Regions from separate parts of the Callithrix jacchus genome. Here region 2 is linked to region 1. Evidence: chromatin contacts called from public Hi-C data. All regions are on one chromosome and are shown on one strand. The core of a region is the stretch at or near the end of the contact, and the rest is flanking DNA. Distances in the headings are between cores, read along the strand shown. Region 1 overlaps CHN2 (chimerin 2). Region 2 has its middle 32 kb from the start of TRIL.

Region 1 (6,590 bases), core at 1,663-4,162:
TTCTTTACTCAGTTAAAGTTGTGGTGGTCAGGAGCAGTGATCCGTGTCCCCGCTGGTTCTTTACTCAGTTAAAGTTGTGGTGGTCAGGAGCAGTGATCCGTGTCCCCGCTGGTTCTTTACTCAGTTAAAGTTGTGATGGTCAGGAGCAGTGATCCGTGTCCCCCCTGGTTCTTTACTCAGTTAAAGTTGTGATGGTCAGGAGCAGTGATCCGTGTCCCCGCTGGTTCTTTACTCAGTTAAAGTTGTGATGGTCAGGAGTAGTGATCCGTGTCCCCGCTGGTTCTTTACTCAGTTAAAGTTGTGATGATCAGGAGCAGTGATCCGTGTCCCCGCTGGTTCTTTACTCAGTTAAAGTTGTGGTGGTCAGGAGCAGTGATCCGTGTCCCCGCTGGTTCTTTACTCAGTTAAAGTTGTGATGGTCAGGAGCAGTGATCCGTGTCCCCCCTGGTTCTTTACTCAGTTAAAGTTGTGATGGTCAGGAGCAGTGATCCGTGTCCCCGCTGGTTCTTTACTCAGTTAAAGTTGTGATGGTCAGGAGTAGTGATCCGTGTCCCCGCTGGTTCTTTACTCAGTTAAAGTTGTGATGGTCAGGAGCAGTGATCCGTGTCCCCGCTGGTTCTTTACTTAGTTAAAGTTGTGATGGTCAGGAGCAGTGATCCGTGTCCCCGCTGGTTCTTTACTCAGTTAAAGTTGTGATGGTTAGGAGCAGTGATCCGTGTCCCCGCTGGTTCTTTACTTAGTTAAAGTTGTGATGGTCAGGAGCAGTGATCCGTGTCCCCGCTGGTTCTTTACTCAGTTAAAGTTGTGATGGTCAGGAGTAGTGATCCGTGTCCCCGCTGGTTCTTTACTTAGTTGGGTTTAAAAACATTCTGCTCTATATGGGCCGCCATTTGGTGCATTTAATTAAAATGACAAGTCTGGTGTCATTTCTTCTATGAAATGCATTTAGAACTTATTCCATAGATAGATTATCTACTGACCTTCACCCACGGCTCTGTGGCAACAAAGGAATAACATGAGATTTCACGTTTCGTGTTAAACACATATGTGAATCATTTCCCATTTTATCCTCGGAACCACTTTGTCGGGTCCGTAGGGCAGGAATCACCATTCCCATTTTATTGAAAGGCTCACTGTGGCAGGATGAGGAATGAGACCCAGGCTTCCTGATTCGACCTTCAGAGCTTCTTAAATCAGCCGAGCAGTTGTGCCTCGTTCTGTGCCCCCTGCCGTTAGTGCTTTCAATGAACACACTTAGTTTTGGCCGTCCTGGGACAAGTAAGGCTGAAAGTCACTCAGTATTTACATGATCTGTTTTCAGAAACATGTATTTTCAGTATTTACATGATCTGTTTCTGAAAACTGCTATGACTAGCTATAATAACTAGCATTTTCTTATAAAGTATACCCTATGAATCCAATACATATGACAACAATGTTTTTGACGATACATTTTTATTAAATAAATATGGTTTGTCATATTAAATTGCATCTGTATTTTACTGGGGGGAAATCATCCATGCCCTTGACATAATAAAAGCACATTTAAGAATATATTATATTATACCAGTTTATTCATTTCACTATTCATTGTAGCAGCAAAAATTAGAAAATGACCTTAACGTCCATAAATTTAAAACTATTTAAATGAATTATGGTATGTCCATATTGAGGACTATCACACAACCCCAGGAAAAGAATGAGAACCCTCCTATGGGCTGATAGGGAAGGGTCACCTGGAATCATTATGTGGAAGTGTCTGGCAGTGTGGTTTGTAGAATATGGTATTATTTGAGTAAACCAGAAGAAAAAAAATCTATTTTAAAATTTGAATTTTTATTTATTTATTTTTTTAAAGACAGGATCTCGCTTTATTGCCCAGGCTGGTCTCGAACTCGTGGGCTCAAGCAATGCTCCCATCTCAGCCTCCCAAGTAGCTGGGATTACAGGCATGATCCACTGCATCCTGCAAAAAGCTTTTGCGTGAATTTTTTTTCATGCAAAGTCATAAAACATCCCTTGAAGGATGCAAGAACCAGTACCACTGTGAGGAGGGGAGGTGGGTGTCTGAGGGGTACAGTGTGGAAAGGAGAATGTTCCCTGCTGCTCGTTCATGCTCTTAGAATTTTGAACCGAGATCGATGCAGTGACCTATTTAAAAATTTAAATAGGAGAAAATAATGCGCTGTGTCTTAAATTCACATACATTAAAGCAAACCCTGAATAAAAAAACATTCTCTGCATGGAGTGTTTAGTGCATGCGCGCACACACACACTCACACACACAGTAGTTCCAGCAGTCAGCACCCAGGCTGTTTCTTCCCAGGTCTGAACACACACACACACACACACACAGACACCCCCTCACACACACAGTAGTAGTTCCAGCAGTCAGCACCCAGGCTGTTTCTTCCCAGGTCTGAACACACACACACACACACACACACACACACCCTCACACACACAGTAGTAGTTCCAGCAGTCAGCACCCAGGCTATTTCTTCCCAGGTCTGAACACACACACACACACACACACACACACACACACTCTCACACCAGTTCCAACACTTTGCACCTAGACTGTTTCTTCCCAGCTCAACCCCATGCTGATAGGACACTTTCATTTCCCCATGGGGTCTTTAACAAAGAGTCTGTAGCAGAGTTTTACTGAAGGTTGCGGCTGGGAGAGGGTATGGTGGCACAGGGCACACATCACCAAATAGAGTGCAATCCATCTGCCCCTGGAAGTGGATTAGTTGCTGCTTCCTTCCTTCCTGGCATTGCCTTCCCTCTATGCACAGACCCCTCAGCTATGCCGCCCTCCGGGACCCTCCCCAGCTCTCCTCCCAGTAACCAACACACCACCACCATGCCTTTCTCAAACTGCTGCCAGGCCAACTCCCAAAGTCCTCTTGCTTTCTTAGGGCAGGCACTACAGCCCTCTTTGGTTTCTACTTTCTTCCTGTAAAACCAAGGGGAGTTACCTTTCCTGGACTGGTGGTCTTCCAGCCTCACCAGGCCGTCCTCCTTTACAGATGAACCGTTTCAGCAAAGAACAACCTCCCCCTCCTTTCCTAGCCACAATTCTTTTTTCTTTCTAAAATGTTTTCTTCCTTCCAGCTTCCCATCTTTATTTTCACAGTGGTTCTTTCATTGGTTATTTCACTGTTTCCACCATGCAATCCTCTGGCCTGGCCTGTATCTTTGCCTAGGAATAATATTACATTTCCCCACAATGTACTTGAACAGAGTCCGTGGCCAGGCCAGGGAGTGAATGTCCAGCCCTTGCTTACCGGCAGAGGTCTTTGTACAAGGTTAAGCCTATCCTGAGTGGTTGGTTCTCCCCAGTGCCAAGCTCGCATCTCACTGCTGGTGTCCCCGTGGCAACGTTTTGCTCATCAGAGTGTTATTGTTGTTGCTGTAATTCTGTAAAAGCTCCTGTTTGCTTTTTCTACAGGACAGAGTTCAGATTCCTCAGCAGGATATTTGCAGCCTGTCTAGGCCTGGACCCCTTGCGAAAGCAGAGCCTGAGACTGGGGTTTGGTATAGATGGGGAATTTGGGAAGGCTTCCCAGGGAGAGGAGTAGAGGCTGGGCAGGTGAATAGAGGAGGAGAGGCTGCTATAGGCGTGTGTGGAGCTGGTCCCCTTCTCAGGAGCTGGGTAGAACTGCTCCTAAGAGGAACTGAAGAGGAATTTTAATCCATCACCTCCTGTCCCCTCTTGGTTGAGAGGTGCCTGTGAGCTGTTAGGTTCCCCTCAGTTTGAGGCCATGCATGCTGGAGAGCTAGAGGGTGCCGTGGCCATCCCTGGCAGCCTGTGGAGTCTGGTGCAGTCATCCTTTTCTCCTATTGAATAGAACCCGCCAGCCTCAGCCTCCCCTCACAGCCACCCTGGCGTGCTGCACATCATCTTTATGAGAGTCCAGCACCCTGTGCCCAAGGTCATTCTTGAGATCATTGGTTCTCAAAGCACGGCCCTCAGGAACCAGCAGCATCAGCATCACCTGGGAGACTTCTTAGAAATGCACGTTCCTGGGAGCCACTGTGCAGGGGACTCTGGGGTGGCCCCCTGCCAATGTGTATTTTAAGCCTCAAACTGTTCCAATTCCCACTTGCATTTCAAAATTGATGGTTTCTGTCTCTCTCTTCCCCTAGAGGTGGATCAGTGGGAGGCAGAGGCTACTCCTCGGCCTACTTCCTAATTCTAAAGCCCCACACATCACTCGGTGAGGCAAGCACTGGTTGAATGAACAGTGGGTGGGTAACTTTTAAAATGTAACACATTGCCCCAAATCCACCCTAAGGAACAGTGTATCTCAATTTCATGAAGAGGGTGCCTCAGCATCTCCCACACCTTCTCCCAGCATGGGCTCCTTCCTTCAGTGGGCTAAGATCTGGCCACCAACTCCTAGCATCAGGAGCAGCAGGAGTCTGGAGGAGCAGGGGAGTCCTGGAGACCATCTCATGCAACCCTTCTGTTTTGCAGGACAGGAAACTGAGGCAGCTGACTCAATAGCATAGAAATATTTCAGTGACACCAAGAAGGCTTGGATAGAAAAGGATCCTTTTTAGCAGGTATCTTAGAGTTAAGATTGTTGAAGACTTTTTATGGGTTGGAATCCGCAAATGTGCCACTGTGGAGGGGGTCTTGGTTCTGGGGTGGAGAGGCTTGGTGACTTCATTCAGGACAGTAGATTCAAACATGGTATTGCTCATTGCCCTTCGCCAAGCAGAGGTGTGCATTCATTTGCCAAAGAAAGAGCCTGAATTAATGCAGAAAGCATTGTGGAGCTGGAAAAGATCGCTTGCATTATGGAGTCTAAAGAACCTGTAGATTTTCTCTGCAGGAGGTTCCTTGGAAATAACATGTAACTGACATATCCAGTCTTTTCTGGGGATTCAAGGGTAAGTGAAGATGAGCATAACGTAGCTATTGTAGTAGGTGACAGGTACCATGATGACGCTGATTGGCCATCTTCCTGCCCTTGCACGCACAGTCATAAAATGCGGTGGGATAGGACGCAGTGAGAATGGATTGAACTTAGCTTACATCCCTCATGAAACCAGTTTTTGCCTAGCATTGTTTTCAATCAGAATTCCCTGACGATGTGGGATTTATCACTCAGTCTGAGCAATTGCTGATTTGGCTGGCTTGGTGGTTCTCAAACTGGCTACAGGTGGGACTCACTCTGGGAACTTTTTAAAAATGCCCATGGCTGGATGCATAGTCTCAGCCTGTAGTCCCAGCACTTTGGGTGGCCAAGGCTGGTAGATCACTTGAGGTTAGGAGTTCAAGACAAGCCTGGCCAACATGATGAAACACCATCTCTACTAAAATTACAAAAGAAAAAGAAAATTAGCCAAGTACAGTAGCACATACCTGTAATCCCCGCTATTTGGGAGGCTGAAGCAGGAGAATCATCCAAACTCAGAAGGTGGAGGTTGTAGTGAGCCCAGATCACACCACTGGACTCCAGCCTGGATGACAGATGAGACTCCATCTCAAAAAAATAAAATTTAAAAAATATATTTTAAATGCCCATGTTCGGCCCCACTTGGCTATGGAATCAAAGTCTTCACTGATCAAATTCACCTGCCTTTCTCCCCAGGTGACTGTCAAGCACAGCCAGGGGTTGAGAACCTGGGTTAGATGGAAGGGGGAGACAGGAGAATAAAGGTGACGAGACATTTGGGGAACATTTTCTTTTAAGGACACCTGTCCCACTTCTTCCCATGCCTCTTATATTCCTGAGGCTCTTTTGTGTCCTGAACTAGACCCTAGACTTCTTCCTCTCCTTCTATATAACACACGAAAAGACCTCTGGGAAAACATTCTTCACACAGCTAAACAATGGTGGTTACAGTTACTTGTGGGGTTCAGGGTTTGGCTTTGCTCCCTTCTCATGGCTTCTTTCCCCAGATTATAGCCTGAAATATAAATGATGGGAAACAATTAACTGAAGTGGTATTAAACAATTTAATGAAGGAGCAAGGAAAAGTTAGTCCCTTTCTTAGGGGTCAGCTAGTGGTTACTTTGGTTGGGTATCTTATCAGATAGCATCACTTTTTACCAGTTCCTCAATATCAGTGTCTTCAAAGAGGAACAGAAGAGGAAAGTCATCCTAATACATTGAGCGTTTGGAGGTATATGATGGGCAAACGCCAAACCCTCTTTACTTGTCCCGGTCCAAAATCTCTCTAGGAAACAGCGAATTTAGATTCACAGCCCCTGAGAAAGTATTTTCTATGCAAATAGTGCCATCTTGTGGTTATAAGAGAGTTACATGCTGATGACACAAAAGACCAAACCTAACAGATGTGAAAGTGATGTCCAAGAACAAATTTTTCAGCAATGAACCCATTGAGTCATCCCTCTTTCCTCAAGTTTTATAGCACAGATCAGGCGGCACAATGGCTTGGGGTGTCCGTTCTGTGGCCTGTGCTCCTCTGCGCAAGCACATGGGCAGTTCTGTGGGCCTAGGACTTGCAAAAATCATCCCAGGAATCTAATTCTAGTCGTGAAGTGCCCAAAATTCTTGGCCTCAGGACCCCTCTATATCCTTTAAAGTCACTGCGGATCCCAAAGAGCT
Region 2 (6,789 bases), core at 3,273-5,772, 490 kb before region 1:
CAGGCAGATATGGTGAATTCTAAGGTTTCCATTTGTTCTCAGTTACCAGAGTAAGCTGGCGCCCAAAGCACTGATCAGGAAGAAGGCCCGTCTTCCACCGCCGTGACAGAATCCCCAAGAAGCCTGTCTTCCATCCCAGACATGGAAGATGATTTATTATCTGTACCTTTCAGCTGTGGAGCTGAAATCTGCATTCTGTACCTAGTCCTACACGATAGGGAAATGGCACAAAAACACACACCCTCCACTCATTTCTTATTCATAGAGCAGCCAATGTATAATGTGATTACATACATGATGGATTGGATCCGACAGATAGTATAAAAGGCAAGCCGGGCAACGTTAACTAGGGAATGGATTTTTCAATGATCTTCAATGTCTCTGGTAGTCAAGAGTGAAGGGAGGGTGGGGGATGGATGAGACAAATGCAGACACACACATAACTTTCTGTATCAAACTTTAAAATACATTTCACTCTCAGACAAAGGCTCATTGCGTGTTTGTCCTATGCCAGGTGCTTTGCTGTGTGTTTTATATACCCAACTTTTGGGGGGGGCAGGGTGACAGGTTCTTGCTGTCACCCAGGCTGGAGTGCAGTGGCATGGTTTTGGCTCACTGCAACCTCTGCCTCCCAGGTTCACACAATCCTCCCATGTCACTTTCTCTAGTAGCTGGGAATTTGGGCTAATTTTTGTGGGGTTTTTTGTTTGTTTGTTTTGTAGAGACAGGGTCTCACCATGTTGCCCAAGCTGGTCTTGAAATCCCAGACTGGCCCCACAAAGTGCTGGGATTACAGGAACGAGCCCCCGCACCCAGCCCCTGATCTCTTTTAATTATCCTTGTTCTACAGATATAGTAAAAAAGAGGTTTCAAGACCTCAAGTTCACTCACTGGGAAAGTACTGAGCAGGACCTGAATCCAGACCTCGTCTTGCACACCCAAGCTGTGTTCCTCATCCACGAGCCTCCCTGCTTGCTTCCAGGATCCTGGCGCTATCAATGCAGACTGTTAGCAGCTGCTGACCACTCCAAATAGGTGGCACCTGAGACCAGGCGCAAAATCTTGAGAAGCAGGTGAAGCTGAAGCCCGAGGCCCTTCTTCATCACAGGCCTCCGTGTGTTCTGGGGGGAGTCACTGAGTCTTCCAGGAGAAGAGAGGAAGCTGGCTTGCAATCAGAAAGCATTTCTAATCGGGCATTTTTGGTAAATTACCTAAGGAAATCTTCAGGAGAAAAAGGATCTAAACCTCCTCGTCACCAATAATTTTTGGTGATACCATTTTTCATCCTAAAGAAATGTTCACTTTCCTGCCTGATTTTGTATTTGTAATTTTATATTCTTTTTTTAAGAAATTATATAAGCCTCGGGCTTCACAAAATTGAGATCTCCCCAGCCTGTGCCTTTTTTCAGCTGTTAGACATTTTGCCTTTCATCCCCTTAAAGGCTAAACAATTTATTGTGAATCTTGAAGCCATCACTGCAGGCATAGTCCTGAAATACAGTTTTCTTGCGAAAGGAGAGGGAGGGGAGGAAGAAGGGCAGAAGGGCACAAGATTTTATATGTAGAGTTAGTCATTAATTTAATGTAAAGATGGAAAGTCACCACTGTTACTAGCACCTCTTTAAAAAAAACAAAAAAACCCCACCGGGTGTGGTGGCTCACATTTGTAATCCCAGAACTTTGGGAGGCCGAGGCGGACAGATCACTGAGGTTGGGAGTTCAAGACCAGCCTTACCAACATGGAGAAACTCCATCTCTACTCAAAATACAAAAAAAAGTTCACTGGGTGTGGTGGCACATCTGTAATTACAGCTACTCAGGAGGCTGAGGCAGGAGAATTGCTTGAACCTGAGAGACGGAGGTTGCAGTGAATCGAGATTGCACCATTGCACTCCAGTCTGGGCAAGAGCAAACCTCTGTCTCAAAAATAAATTAATTAATTAATAATAAAATTAAATAAGCACCCGTCCACATAGACTGGATCTCATCTTCTCTCATGACAGTTCTAATTTCCTAAGGATGGCTTCAATGGACCATCCAGTAATATGATAAAAGGTTCACATTAGCCATGGACATGCTGTGGCTAAAGACAGGACCTAGACTTTGTTCCTGGGATTTTGTGGCATATTGTTAACACAAATCATCTGATTATATTCGCCAGCAGGGATCACTCATGTATCCTTTCGCCTTCATCCTGCTCCTCCAGTTAGAGGGTTTTTGAAGATTCTTAATTTAACCACTTGTTAGGGAAGGTTTCCACAGCCTCTTTACCCCTTTGTCACGCAGAAGTTCCCCCAGATTAACTTGGCTGCTTACAACTACAGAGCTATGAATGGGATGTGAGTCCTCTGGGGGAAGGCCCGAGCCCTCTGAGTGGACAGCTTGGCGCCACACCAACTTCCTGGACCCACACTATCAGGGGGCCCACTTATACTGAGCAGGCTGGCAAGTCCCCTGATGGGAGCCTTGTTTCACGCCCTCCATAGACGTCATCTTTGCTTTCAGGTAGCATTTATCACCCGAGGATTAGGGGCCAGGCCCATGTCATTCTGTGGTCTCAGGGCCAGAGCACGTCAAGTGACAAAGTAAAAGGGGCTTAATAATCTTCAGAAATATAAACAAATATTCACACTGGAGATGTCTGTTTTTTCCATTTCTTTTTAGAAAATATTTATTTTTTATTTATTGAAGAGACAGAGTCTCATTATGTTGCCCAGGCTGGTTTTGAACTCCTGGACTCAAGTGATCCCCCCAGCTTGGCCTCCCAAAGTGTTGGGATTCCAGGAGTGAGCCACTGCACCCAGCCCCTGATCTCTTTTAATTATCCTTGTTCTACAGGATCATTGAAGGTATCTGTAATTGTAATTTTATATTCTTGACTCCAGACCTTGTCTTGCACATCCAAGCTGCTCTCCTAATCCATGAGCCGCCCTGCTTGCTTCCAGAATCCTGGCACTATGATGGCCAGGACCTACCGTAATGGATACAGACTGTTATCAGCTGCTGACCACTCTAAATAGATGGCGCCTGAGGCCGGATGCAAAATTCTGAGAAGCAAGTGAAGCTGAAACCTGAGGCCCTTCCTCATCACAGGCCTCTGTGAGTTCTGGAAGGAGAACTTTATGGTTCTAAAGCACAGGCTGATGTTTAAGCATTCACAGGGAAGGAAAAGAAAAAAGAAGGAGAAAGGTTTTTAAACGTTGGGGCAGGGGAAAGGGGGAAGTGGAACTTCATCTGCTGGGTGTTCACATAGAGCAGAAGTAAAGAAGTGTGTGTTTATCTTACGAAACCTGTAATCTTGAGGAAACCCAGCTGTTGCTGACCCAAAGGACTTCTGCAAATGGACTCTTCACAATATCTGACCCTCCAGGCTCTTGGTTGTATGTTGTCCTGCACTGATATGGCCTAAAATCAAAACTGCTTTCATAGTTAGGAACTAATTTAATAGCTCTAGTCTAGAATTAAACTTTTTGGTCATTCATTCATTTTGATTAATTGCTAAAAGTGTTGGCGCCTATACCCCTAAATACAATTTTATTTTCTGGAACCAGGAAACTTATTTTACAAAAAAAATCTGTATCATAAATTCACCATCCAGGCTTGAGTGGTTTGACGTGTGGCTGCTGTATCTTGAGACAGTTAAACATATAATTCATGTGCCTATACCCCTAAATACAATTTTATTTTCTGGAAACAGAAAACTTATTTTACAAAAAAAGTCAACTCTACCATAAATTCACCATCCAGGCTTAAATGGTTTGACGTTTAGGTGCTGTATCTTGAGACAGTTAAACACATAATTGAAGCCCACGTCTAGATGTAGAGGTACTCTTAAAATTTTCCTCCTTGAAGATGACGCTTAACTCCAGAGAGTAGCTTTCTTTGTCCTCAAAGGCTTTACAGGGTTACTAATTACACAATGTCACCTATCGACAGAAGAAAGCCATTATGACAGTCTCTAGCTGTCTGAAATTTAAGTAGGTTTATCAAAGCTCTTAAGATGACATACACATGCATTTGTAGGACGGTTCCTGTCCCACTGGGGTTGACTAAATGGTCTGGGGATGGGCGAGGAGAATAAAGAAAGGGGGCACTTGCAAAGTAGCTGGCTTGACTTTGGAGGAAAAAAATTCCGGGGAAGTTTTTGAGGTCCGGCTGAGAACCGAGAGCGACAACAAAGCATCTCTATTTTTTTTTTTTTTTTTTTTTTCAGCGCATCATGTCCATTTTTCATGTAGCAACTTCCTTCGGGGCATTCGGAAAACGCCCCGTGTCGGATATTTCTAGCCACAGGATGTTCTTTCTGTTTAAAATGGAAGTAGCTTCGAATTCTCTCTGCAAAGGAGAGGTCCGGTATCCCGGCGGGAGGAGCAAAGGGTCACTGGGTGGTGGAACGCGGAGGCGAGGGCTCGCAGGGAGAAGGGTGGGGCGTGGGAAGGAAAACGCGCGGCGCGGAGCAGAAACCTGCCGCTCGCACTCGGCGAAGCCAGAAGTTACCAGGCTCCGGGAACCGCGCCCACTTCCCCCAGCCAGTTCCCTCCTGGGCTTCATTCTTCAAAAGCGATTTGTTTTAGTGCCTCTCTTCCGTGTGCTACAAAGAGAAGTGACCGCTAGAGGGCAATATGGTGCAAAATAAGAATTTGTTCATGCATGAGAAGAGCAGAAATGTCAAGCCAATAGATGAAATGAAATACAGGTATTGTGAAGAAATGTGATGAGTAGGTTTTCCAAACCACCTTCTGCATAACCATTCAACCCCTCAAATATACACACTTAACTGAATGGCCAAGTATCTGCACTACAGAAGCTAACCCATCATTTTTTTTTTCTCTTAGTTTCTGAGAGTTAGAAGGAATTTTAGGGAATATTGAACTCCTCGACATCAGAACAGGCTAGTTTCTGGAAGCGTTCACCGCTCATAAGCCCAGAGTATAAGATCAAAGTAGTGGTTCTCAACCAGGAGGTGAGCGTGCCTTCCAAGGAACATTTGGCCTTGTTGGGGGAGATTTGTGGTTGGTTGTCACGGCTGGGGGGATAGGGTGGACATAGATACTAGCACCTAGTGGGCGGAGGCCAGGGATGCCATTCAACATCCCACAATGAACAGGACAGCCTCCAATAACAAAGAATCATCCACCCAGATGTTCATAGTGCCAGGACTGTGGAACCCTGGTCAAACATGGGTGAGGAGCTTGTAGATACATTTCCATCAAGTGAGGGTGTGGTTTAGTCCTTCGGTGCTTTAGCTCTTCTCAGCGTTGACAGGCATCTCCTATGCACTGTGCATGTTTCCCCTAAGCAGACCTGCTCCTTCTGATTGAAGTGTGTTGGGGCAGGTAAGCTGGTCCTTCAGATTCCTACAGCACAGAGACTTAATTACTGCAAGGCAGCTGCGTACCAGGACTTTGACTCACAGAGCCTTCTGATGTGGATTCCCCAGCCCACCCTTATGTGAGTCTCTAGGGACTTTAATAGGGACCTGCTTCCTCCACTTACTAGCTGTGTGATCTCAAACAAGTCTTTCAGCCTCCTCTGTAAAATGGCGATGATAATGGCACCTACCTCCTGGGGTCTTGTAAGGAGCAAATGAGCTCATATGTAGAAAGCCTGGTAGGCACATAAGGGTGTAGGCATTTTTCTTCTCTTTCTCCCATAGTAGGTGATTCATTCTTCGTTTCCCTTTTAAAGGATTTAGCCCAAAGGTATGTGCAGCATCTGTCCTTGTCTTATTACATTTAATTTTTTTAAATCTTCTTTTAATGTATTACTGCATACTTCATTTTCATCTTACTATGATTGAATTATTTTGTCCAGAGAGAGTGCAGACAAATTCTATACCCAGCCTGCCTGAGACTAAAAACCCTGCTCTGCCCCTCCGTAGACAGTTGATCCTGAGCAAGTTATGTAACCTCCTTGGACCTCAGTTGTCCCACCTCTAAAATCGGTGTAATAACAGTACTCATCATCGTACAGATTAAATTAATTAATATTATAAAAATACTTGGAAGAGTGCCTGGCTCATAGTACTACTAAATAAAATAGAAATAAATGAAAACGATGGTGATGAGATTAATTCTATTTCCCCCAACACGTAAAAATCCAATCTAAATTTAGCACCAAAGTAACAACTGATGGGTTGGCTGAGGCTAAACTTACAGTGGGAGGATTCCAAGGTCATTCATCTACGGGGAGGGGCTTGAGGGGAGAGGCTCCTTTGCATCTGAGAACATCCATAGTGCAGGGGCTCTGCATTTGGTCCAATCCTCTAATTTTACTAAGAAGGCAACTTGAGCACAGGGTCACTGGTGCACAGCAGGGAAATAGGAGCAGGACCTGCCGGTCAACACCACAGCTCACTCCTTTTGGCCGACATTTAGTTGCTTCAATCAATAACCACGGTATTGATCTGACACTGTTACTAACCTTCTCTGTGACTTGGAGTCCGGTTCCCCATAGCCTGCCGTGGCATTGTGCGGCTTATCATTTGCCCTCTGAGAATGTTTGAGGCCTCGAGGGACACTCAATTCAAAGCACCTGGAAAATACTAGCTGGTTTTTAATTCTTCTACCAGTGGACTGGACTTCACCTTGAAAGGAATATCACTAATACCACTGTAAGAAAAAATTAAAGGAAGTAATCTGAAACAGTGAACACTACACAATAGGATGTTACGAATTTTTTCTCGGAAAGTCTGCTGTCCTTCAAGGATCACTCCTCGAATACTCACCCCATTAGCACCAGTGTAGTTACCTAGATGTGTTTCTTACACTGTGTTGTAGGACAAGTTTA

The links. A called contact is a pair of places that touch in the nucleus more often than the background predicts.
Region 2: a contact with region 1 is called in a Hi-C map of induced pluripotent stem cells, with 5 times the contacts expected there. The contact joins two enhancer-like sites. A contact is called at or near these places in 2 of 3 Hi-C or Micro-C datasets (induced pluripotent stem cells and skeletal muscle).

The regions. Positions count from the first base shown.
Region 1 is chr11:28,688,178-28,694,767 of calJac240_pri, reverse strand. The region is part of intron 6 of CHN2 (chimerin 2); the gene reads left to right. Among named protein-coding and RNA genes, the nearest start is that of PRR15, 180 kb to the right of the region's middle. Within about 2 kb of position 2,912, at least 2 of the 16 cell types and tissues checked have an H3K27ac peak or open chromatin away from gene starts, as enhancers often do.
Region 2 is chr11:29,181,109-29,187,897 of calJac240_pri, reverse strand. No RefSeq gene overlaps it. Among named protein-coding and RNA genes, the nearest start is that of TRIL, 32 kb to the right of the region's middle. Within about 2 kb of position 4,522, at least 4 of the 16 cell types and tissues checked have an H3K27ac peak or open chromatin away from gene starts, as enhancers often do.